3 separate regions of the Sus scrofa genome follow, and regions 2 and 3 are each linked to region 1. Evidence: chromatin contacts called from public Hi-C and HiChIP or PLAC-seq data. All regions are on one chromosome and are shown on one strand. Each heading gives the region's core, a stretch centred on a gene start, on an enhancer-like site or on the middle of the called end of the contact. The rest is flanking DNA. Distances are from core to core; before and after follow the strand shown. Region 1 holds the start of SCYL3 (protein-associating with the carboxyl-terminal domain of ezrin). Region 2 holds the start of SPIDR (DNA repair-scaffolding protein). Region 3 holds the start of GORAB (RAB6-interacting golgin).

What was found. Hi-C and Micro-C count contacts between places; a contact is called where the count stands out from the background. HiChIP or PLAC-seq counts read pairs in DNA pulled down with a chosen protein or histone mark.
Region 2: a contact with region 1 is called in a Hi-C map of liver, with 6 times the contacts expected there. The contact joins the promoter of SPIDR here to the promoter of SCYL3 in region 1. A contact is called at or near these places in 1 of 47 Hi-C or Micro-C datasets (liver) and 1 of 2 datasets of contacts at active chromatin or transcription factors (skeletal muscle).
Region 3: an H3K27ac HiChIP or PLAC-seq map of alveolar macrophages shows a contact between it and region 1. The contact joins the promoter of GORAB here to the promoter of SCYL3 in region 1. A contact is called at or near these places in 1 of 5 promoter capture datasets (liver) and 2 of 2 datasets of contacts at active chromatin or transcription factors (alveolar macrophages and skeletal muscle).

The regions. Positions count from the first base shown.
Region 1 is chr4:81,132,721-81,135,382 of Sscrofa11.1, reverse strand. SCYL3 (protein-associating with the carboxyl-terminal domain of ezrin) reads right to left here and starts at 1,348. Exons shown (of 14, transcript XM_001927973.6): 1 at 867-1,348.
Region 2 is chr4:80,189,393-80,192,054 of Sscrofa11.1, reverse strand. SPIDR (DNA repair-scaffolding protein) reads left to right here and starts at 1,311. Exons shown (of 20, transcript XM_021090636.1): 1 at 1,311-1,476. The coding sequence starts at 1,444. It overlaps LOC106510093 (a long non-coding RNA gene), which reads right to left and starts at 1,166. Exons shown (of 3, transcript XR_002343696.1): 1 at 961-1,166.
Region 3 is chr4:80,589,349-80,592,010 of Sscrofa11.1, reverse strand. GORAB (RAB6-interacting golgin) reads left to right here and starts at 1,302. Exons shown (of 5, transcript XM_021089423.1): 1 at 1,302-1,468. The coding sequence starts at 1,408.

The DNA.
Region 1 (2,662 bases), core at 99-2,598:
CGTGTATTGATTCGTATTCTGCCATCTGGTGATAACAGTACTTCAGACCCTTTGCTTTGATCTCTTTCACATATACATTCCTTAAACTCAGTCCAGCAATACATAATGAAGCCTTTATGGACCAAAAGAACTACGTATGATTTCAGCTAAGACATGGGATGTTATGTGGGTATGCATAAAAAAATACTTAAAAATAGTAACAGGGATTCCAAAATTCAGGACTCACATGGTTTCCTATAAATGATTTTCCGGGAAATGTTTCATCTTTATTCTTAACAAAAAGCACTACCCAAAGACAGGAGCCAACTGGCCTCTGGGGGCCTGGCACTGGTCTTGGATCGAAAATGAAGGCAGCATCCAGCGCGGGGAACCCTAGGCTCCCGCGGCTTGGCCACGCAGCCTCCGGCACAGTCCCGGCCCGCCGCGCACACTCGCCCTGCCCGCTGCGAGGAGGGCGGCCAGGGGGCTGGGGCAGGGGAGCGGGGGTCCAACCGCGACTCCTCGGGACCACTGAGGGGCAGGGGCGGCAGTCCTGTGACGCTGGCCCCTCACCTTCCACACCTGCCCGCGAGGCGAAACTCCTTCGCTTCCTTCGAAAGCTCCGGCCGCCAGCGCCGCACCGGGCGGGGGTCGCCCGGGAAGCCCAGGTTAGCAGGGCGCCCCACATTCAGCAAGGAGAGGCTGCGCGGAGCCGGAGTGCAGAGCTCAACCGGCAGCGGCGCCGCGCCGAGCTCGCCCCCGAGCGGGCCCCAAGCGCGGACCCGAGATCGGGGCGCGCGCGCCCACCGCCTCGCACCCGGCCCGGCCCCCTCCCCCGCGGCCCAGGCCCGCACTGACGGAGGACGCCGCGTGGGGCTCCCTGTTACCTGCGGGAGGGCGGCGGGGGAGGCGGGCGAGGGTCTTGGCTCCGGTCCCCTCTTCGCCCCCTGTTGACACCAACCACCCTCACCTCCCCCGTGACGCTCTGGCCACTACACCCACAATCTTCTGAGGTCTGGTCCCTCCGGCACCATAGAGACTGTCCGGAAGCCGGATAGAATGCCAGCCTTCAGCCCTCCAACACCACCACTGAAGCGAAGGAACCCGGAACCGAGATAGAGCGGCCGCGAGGGTGATTCTCAAGCTGGTGCCATCTTGAGTGTGGGCGCCGGTGCCGACTCCGCCGTTCACTCTCTGTGCCCGCGGCCTAGTTAGTCCGTGAAGGTGACTGCTTTCTTGGGCCTTAAGTTTAACGTGCAAATATGGCTTGATTTTAATTTTCAGGCTTTTAACCGCACAGTTTGAACTGCATTTCCGCCCAAATCTAAAATGGCCGTCCGCCGCCGCCTTGGACAAATAGGAAAGAGGCGGGCGGAGAATAGGAGCACTGTGGAAATTGGAGAGGACTTTCGGAAGAGTGACGTAGCTCACCCCAAAGCCCTGATTGGCTGTGCTGTGTGGGCCGAGTAGCGCGGGTCCGCGGCTGAAGCTGGCGGAGGTTGATGTGATTGCCGCTGAAGCCTTTCAGGCAGAAGATGCGAAGTTACAGTTAATTCTGCAAGGAGTCAAGTTAGGACTCTTAATAGTACTTATTATTAATATTAATCGTTGCTACTTAATAGCGTGTTGTGGAATAAAGAATATACGTGATAGTTTTAAAACTACATGATTCCAACCAAGTTTTTTTCTGTTATCTTGCATGTGACTTAGTAGTAGTTATTATCATCGCTGGTTTTTAACGTTTCTACTACCTAACAGTTGACAGCTAAGTCATTTGATCACCTAAAAATTTTTAATTCTTTTTGGTCTATAGCAATATGGACAAGGACCCCACAATTTCTTTACCCGATTAAATAAAAGCAAATATCAGACCAAACTTTGTCCCTTATTCAGAAATGAGTATTTATTAGAAAGTAGACACAAATAGTATTTTATCTGTCCTGTTAAGTTATTGAAGATCGAGCTCTGTCCTACGTCAGCACTGTCCTATGGAAATACAATTTGAGTCACATACGTCATTTTAAATTTTCCAGTAACCACATTAAAAACAGTAAAAACTCTGAGGTGAAGTTAATATTATATTTTAACACCTATCCAGAAGATAGGTGTTTTGTTTAGTCTTTTTCTTTCACCATTCCTCTCATTCCTTTTTTTTTTTTTTTTTTGCCTTTTTTTAACACCTATCCAGAAGATAGGTGTTAAAATATAATAAAAAATTATTAATGGGATATTTTACATTTTTTGTACTGTCTTTAAAATCTGATGTGTATTTTTTACAATTTAAACTAGCCATATTTCAGTGCTCAAAAGTCACTTATAGATAGCAACTATAGTATGGGGGGTGCCATTCTAGAAAGTTGAGAAGCAGAAGTAGAGGGCTGCAGAGGTAGGATTCTGTTATGGTAGGATTCTGTTATCATAGTTATTCTCAGCATCTGGCAACCAGAAATCTTCCAGGACCAATAGAGATGAAACCTTAGATGGCATCTCTAAAGGCTGAGGACTCAAATTTTTAGACCATGTTTATTCAGGAGTGGAGATCATTCTCTGAGACCTCATCTCTAGTATTCATCATAACTAATAAGCTGATACTGGTGCCAGAAAGATGATACTGGAATCCGGGTTCTCGTTCAAGGTGGTGGAAGGATGACCTCCAGGAACACACAGGCAGCAATCAATGTCT
Region 2 (2,662 bases), core at 62-2,561, 940 kb after region 1:
CCCTGGCAGAGGCTCGATATTCTAAATCCTAAACTACCCACATTTAGAACCAGTTTATCTTATTCTAAGTGTTGACAGGAACATTATTAGTAAGGTCTACCTCAAGCTAATACTTTTTTTTTTTTTCGGTGATTGCAGTTATCTTACTTTATACTAAGCAGTTGTGGCTTAGGCACTGGAACTCAAACACAATATGGTGAAAGAATAGGCACCAGGGAGGAGAAAAAGACTGAAAACGGCTAAATTGCAAAACACAAAAGTGCTTTTGCAGCAAAAGACCAAAACCCCACTTCTGCCATACTTGTGAGGGTACCAATGGGAACCCTTCCCTCCTGCCCTGGCTGACGCTTTTCACCTTAAATCACGGTGTTAGTTTTCTCTACCACAGACATATCTTTATTAGTGAATACTCCTTCCCTATGACATTGTAACCTAATTCCCTTTATACTCTGTCCTTCCCATTGCATTCCGTTTTGAATCTACTCTCCAAATGCTGGGACACTTAAGCAAACTGGCTTGCAGGGTCTAAGGAAGGGAACAGCCTTTGGTTCTCAAAGTGAGGCAGGACGGCGTTACCTGGGAACTCATCAGAAATGCAGGTTCTCCGGCCTCACTCCGGACCCTAGGAGTCTAAGACCTAGTCACCGGTTATAACAAGTCCCACAGGGATTCTGGCGTCTCTGAACTTGAAAATTTCTTGTTTGCATACTAACCCCCTTATCTCCCAGCAGGTGGGGAAATAGCACCCCTATCTCGGGTTATTTACGGCTGCAACCATTCCTTAAGTATCGATTGTTGAATTCATAGCCCACTTTGGGTTATCACTTATTTTTATTAAGGCGAGTCCTTGCCTAACAAAACACAATATGTACGAGCCTTATCTGAAAAACAGCGCGCGGACTTTTAATAGCTCCCAAGGCGGCGCTTCGGCCTGTCCAAGGGGCGCTCCGCAGGACTCACCTCCAGGTATAGGTAGGAGGAGTACCGCAGCAAACCTTGATCCAGACCTGGCGTCCCTACCGAGTTCCCAGCGGCCAACCGGGTGCGGGGGGCGGGGGTACTAGAGGAAACTACACTCCAGCGGGAGCAACAGCCTAGCACAGCGCGCGCTGCTGCGCAGCGCGTCGGGAGGGCGGTGCGCCCGAAGAATCCCCTCCCCCAATCCGAGGTCCAGCCAATCACAACGTGCGGTGCCGCGCGGCGCGTCGGAAGGGCGGTGCGCCCGGAGAGTCCCCACCCCCAGACTGAGGGCTCACCAATCACAATGTGCGATGCGGCGCGGCCCGCCTGGGGGGCGGTACGTCTGGAGAGCCCCTGCCCTCAGCCCGAGGCCCTCCAATCGTAGCGCGTGGTGCGGCGCGGCGCGCCGAATTGGTGCGGTGGTGAGCAGCTTTCCGGCTCCCTGAGGGGTGGTGCGCTCTTGAGGACGCGGCGTGCGGGGACATGCCCCGCGGCGGCGGTTCGCGCGGCCCGAAGGTAGGCTTTGGGCGTGTGGGTGCCGCCTCCTCCGGGTAGGCCAGGGGTCTGTGGCGCCCGTAGTGTGGAAGCGGCCCGCGTCTGAGGCAGAGCGGGAGGAGCCGCTCTCTTGGAGGGCGGCGGTCGCGGGCGTGGGGCGACCGGGGCGGGTCAGAAGGGCCGTGTGGTTTGAACCTCCCAGGGTTCGGCCGGTCTCTGCCGGTCGCACCCCGGCAGCGGCGGCGGCGTCCTGGGTCCGCGAGGGGCTGCGTCCCCGCCGGGTCTGCGCCACGTCGCCTCCCCTGGCCCTTCAGCCTTTGGCGCGGGGTCCGTGTGGGGAGCCTGGTTCGGAGTGTAAGTGCCCTTGGCGCTTCGAAAGCTGTTTCTGAGCTCCTTGCTTACGAATATGCTTGTCTCATCTGACCGAAAACTTATCAAAGCAGACACTGCTTCCTTTCTTGACTCCGCTCCTTTTACCAAAAAACCATCTGAAAGAATAGTCCGTGTATGGCTCAGCCCCCTTGTCACTACCGTATCTCCTCGCTTCTGGGATACCACTGAGTGAGTGTCACACACCTTGCCAGTTTTATAACCACTTTAGGGAGGAAAAGAAGCCTATGACACGCATACCTGTAGATTGTGGGCTACATCCTGATTTTAGACATAGGAAAAGTCCAGGAAATATACATATATATACATACATACATATATATATGTGTGTGTATATATATATATATATATATATATATTTTTTTTTTTTTTTTTTTTTTTTTTAGGGCCTCACCCATGGCATGTGGAGGTTCCCAGGCCTGGGGTCTAATTGGAGCTACAGCTGCCGGCCTATGCCACAGCCGCTCGGGATCCAAGCCGCGTCTATGACCCACACCAGAGCTCACCGCAACCTCGGATCCTCAACCCACTGAGTGAGGCCAGGGATGGAACGCACAACCTCTTGGTTCCTGATCAGATTTGTTGCCGCTGCGCCCCGCTGGGAACTCCCAAGGAAGCATATTGAACTGTTCAATCCAATATAACATTGGTCATTGTAGCATTTGACGTATTTGCCACCTGCTTCTCTTTCTGTCTTGCAACTGCTCATTTACTTCTCTTTACTGTCTTCCTGCGGGTTCTAACTTTTGACCTTGTGCTTTTTTACCTCTTTACAAGTTTGTTCTGGGCAATCTCATACATTGATGATGATTTTCAG
Region 3 (2,662 bases), core at 53-2,552, 540 kb after region 1:
AACTGAATTAACTATCAGACTAGTACTGATCCCCATCTATTATTTCGGAGCTAGATAATCTTAATTTTTTTTTTTTAGTTTAAGTTCAAAAACTGGATGAAGCTGTCTCCTTCCAATCCTTTTGGATGACATTTTAACTTTTAAATGCTAGGGAAAATGAGTCCACATTTAAAATGAAGTGTTTGTGGACACCTATATTTCAAAAATCCTTTTAGAGTATAAAAGCTTAAAAGTTACAAAGAGAATTCCAAACATCCCATCTTCTAATCACCTATTTAAGTCTCAAATACTCATTACAAATCGTTTCTTAGTAAGTATTTTATTTTTAGCCTACTCCTTTATTCTGTTTTAAAATATTGGCACACTAAAGCCAAATGCCACCCATGGGATTTTTAAATGTAAGCCAAAATAACTGTGTTTTAAAATGCAAAACAGTGAGAAGAGAAATCTGAAAAATTAAATAAGTGGTTTCTTTTAAATCATCCTGACTATATGTACTTTAACAACGCTCGCATTTTTAAATCTCTGAAATATTGCTTAAAATGAGAAATTGATAGGTCTTACTAGTACATTGCAATCGGGATTCCAAGCGGGAGAAGCCTAAGAAATGTTTTCCCATCCCCCAGTAGCGACATTTTACATTGTCTTCTCTGAACGGAAAAACAGACAAAAGACCACTTTTAACGAAAGAAATTTTGACATCCCTTAGGAGAGAGATTACAGATTATCGATAATGATTCACAAAACATCAAAGAACCAACACCCAATTAACAGAAACCGGGAGACGCTACAGCCTGCGGGACAACTAGCTATGCTGTCAAACGTGTCTGTTCCTTTTCCACTATTAAGCCCCATCCTCTGAAATCATTCTCTCTAATTAGATAATAAATCTGAGTGTGCTTGAGTCGACCTGCAGATGCTTTCAGTGCAGTCTTGTGAGAAACCTCTGCAGGCCCGAAGTACAAACATCCAAGACCACCAGGTAGAAGGCTCCGCCCCAGTAAATTTACGGAGAGCCCCGCTTGACAGTTAAGTCCTCCGACTCGTAGCCTCTTCTTCACTGCCTGTTTATTTCCACCCTTATTCCTACCGCTATTTCCCTCTATATCTTGAAGAGATAATTTACAACGAACATAGGAGATAGGGGGAAAGAGCAGAGCCAGGTCAGTGGAAAAGTATGTCAGTGAGGCCAAGATTTCCTTAGGTAGTTTATCTGGCATTGCCGGAGACAGCCGGGAAGGGAGCCGGGCCTTGAGGCAGGGAAGGGGGGCTTTGTGCCCAGAGCTCAATGCGCTGATTGGTTGGTCAGCTGCAGGCCGGGGAAGAACCCGGATGTGCCTGGGCCGTCGTGTTGGCAGTCGGGGCTCTGAAGTCTAGGTGCTCAAGGTGTGCCGGCGGACCAGGCGGATGGCGCAGGGTTGGGCCGGCTTCTCTGAGGAGGAGCTGAGGCGATTAAAGCAGACTAAAGGTAACGGGACGGGTCTGTAGAAGTTTAGGTCTTGGGTCTGTTAAGGGGAAGGGGCGGGGCTGCGGTTTTTGAGGGGGAAGGTGGCGGGGGACAGGGTTCTGGGTGTTAGGGAAAGACAGAATTGAGGGGGACTTAGAGGTGGAAGTACTTGAAGTCACAGCTGGAGAAGCAGGGCACTGGGATCAGTTTTTTAAAAAGAGAGTTCAGGAATCTGTTTCAGAGATTTAACTTTTTCCTGTGAAAAGAATGGGACTTGGGAGAGGAAATGCAATAGGAAGATTGCTGCATAGATCAATGGTTGGAGGTTTGGGGTCAGGATAAAGGAAGGACGGGTACCTAGCATATTAGAATTTTGATAAATTTATAGAAGCAGGCAACGATTGGGAAAAAGGGAACACAGTGGTCTGAATAAATGCAAAAAGTAAGTGCTTTTCGTAGTACATTTGGAATCTTGCATTCACTTCTGCTTGCCAGATGATTTTTTCCAACTCTTAAGAGTCACCAAACCAAAAGGGCCTTTGAGATGTTAGATGTGCCATATATATATAAATATAAATATATAAAATGACTTGGGCATAAGCTAAAATTTTGTGCTTCCTTTTTCAGCTTTATAGCTTAATATCTGAATGGACTTGTACTATTTTATCTTTTAATGAAGAAATTTGATGATACTTAATGAGATACTCTTGATAATATAAACTGTATTTTGTGATTGAAATTTCATAAAGTTCTGTATGGTGATCCTGGTAGTGGACAACCACTTAGTGCACCTCCCATCTGTGATCTTACACCACTCTTTGTATCATACCTTATATACTCTGGGAGAAAATTAAGTAAGCCCCGCCTTTTCTTAGAGTTTGTTGGAATGTTGGATGTTGCTCAGGTAAGCTTGTACATTTTTAGCATGGTTGTGAAAATAATCTAGGGCTGACCAGTGGAAAAGGAAGTACATTTATAATGTAAGGCCAATGTAGATCATATAGATTGAGGACATTTTGACTGGTCCAGAGGCCTTTAAAAACTATATCATAAAAGTTAAACCACTGTGTGTAATTGACTGTCATTCCCATTTTCAGATGTACAGAGTACTAATACCCTTGTTTCTGGTCTGACCCAGAGTTACAGATATCAGCTCCTGTATTAGCAATGCTGATATGAACAAGGCATCATCTCTGCTTTCAAAGAGCTTATAGT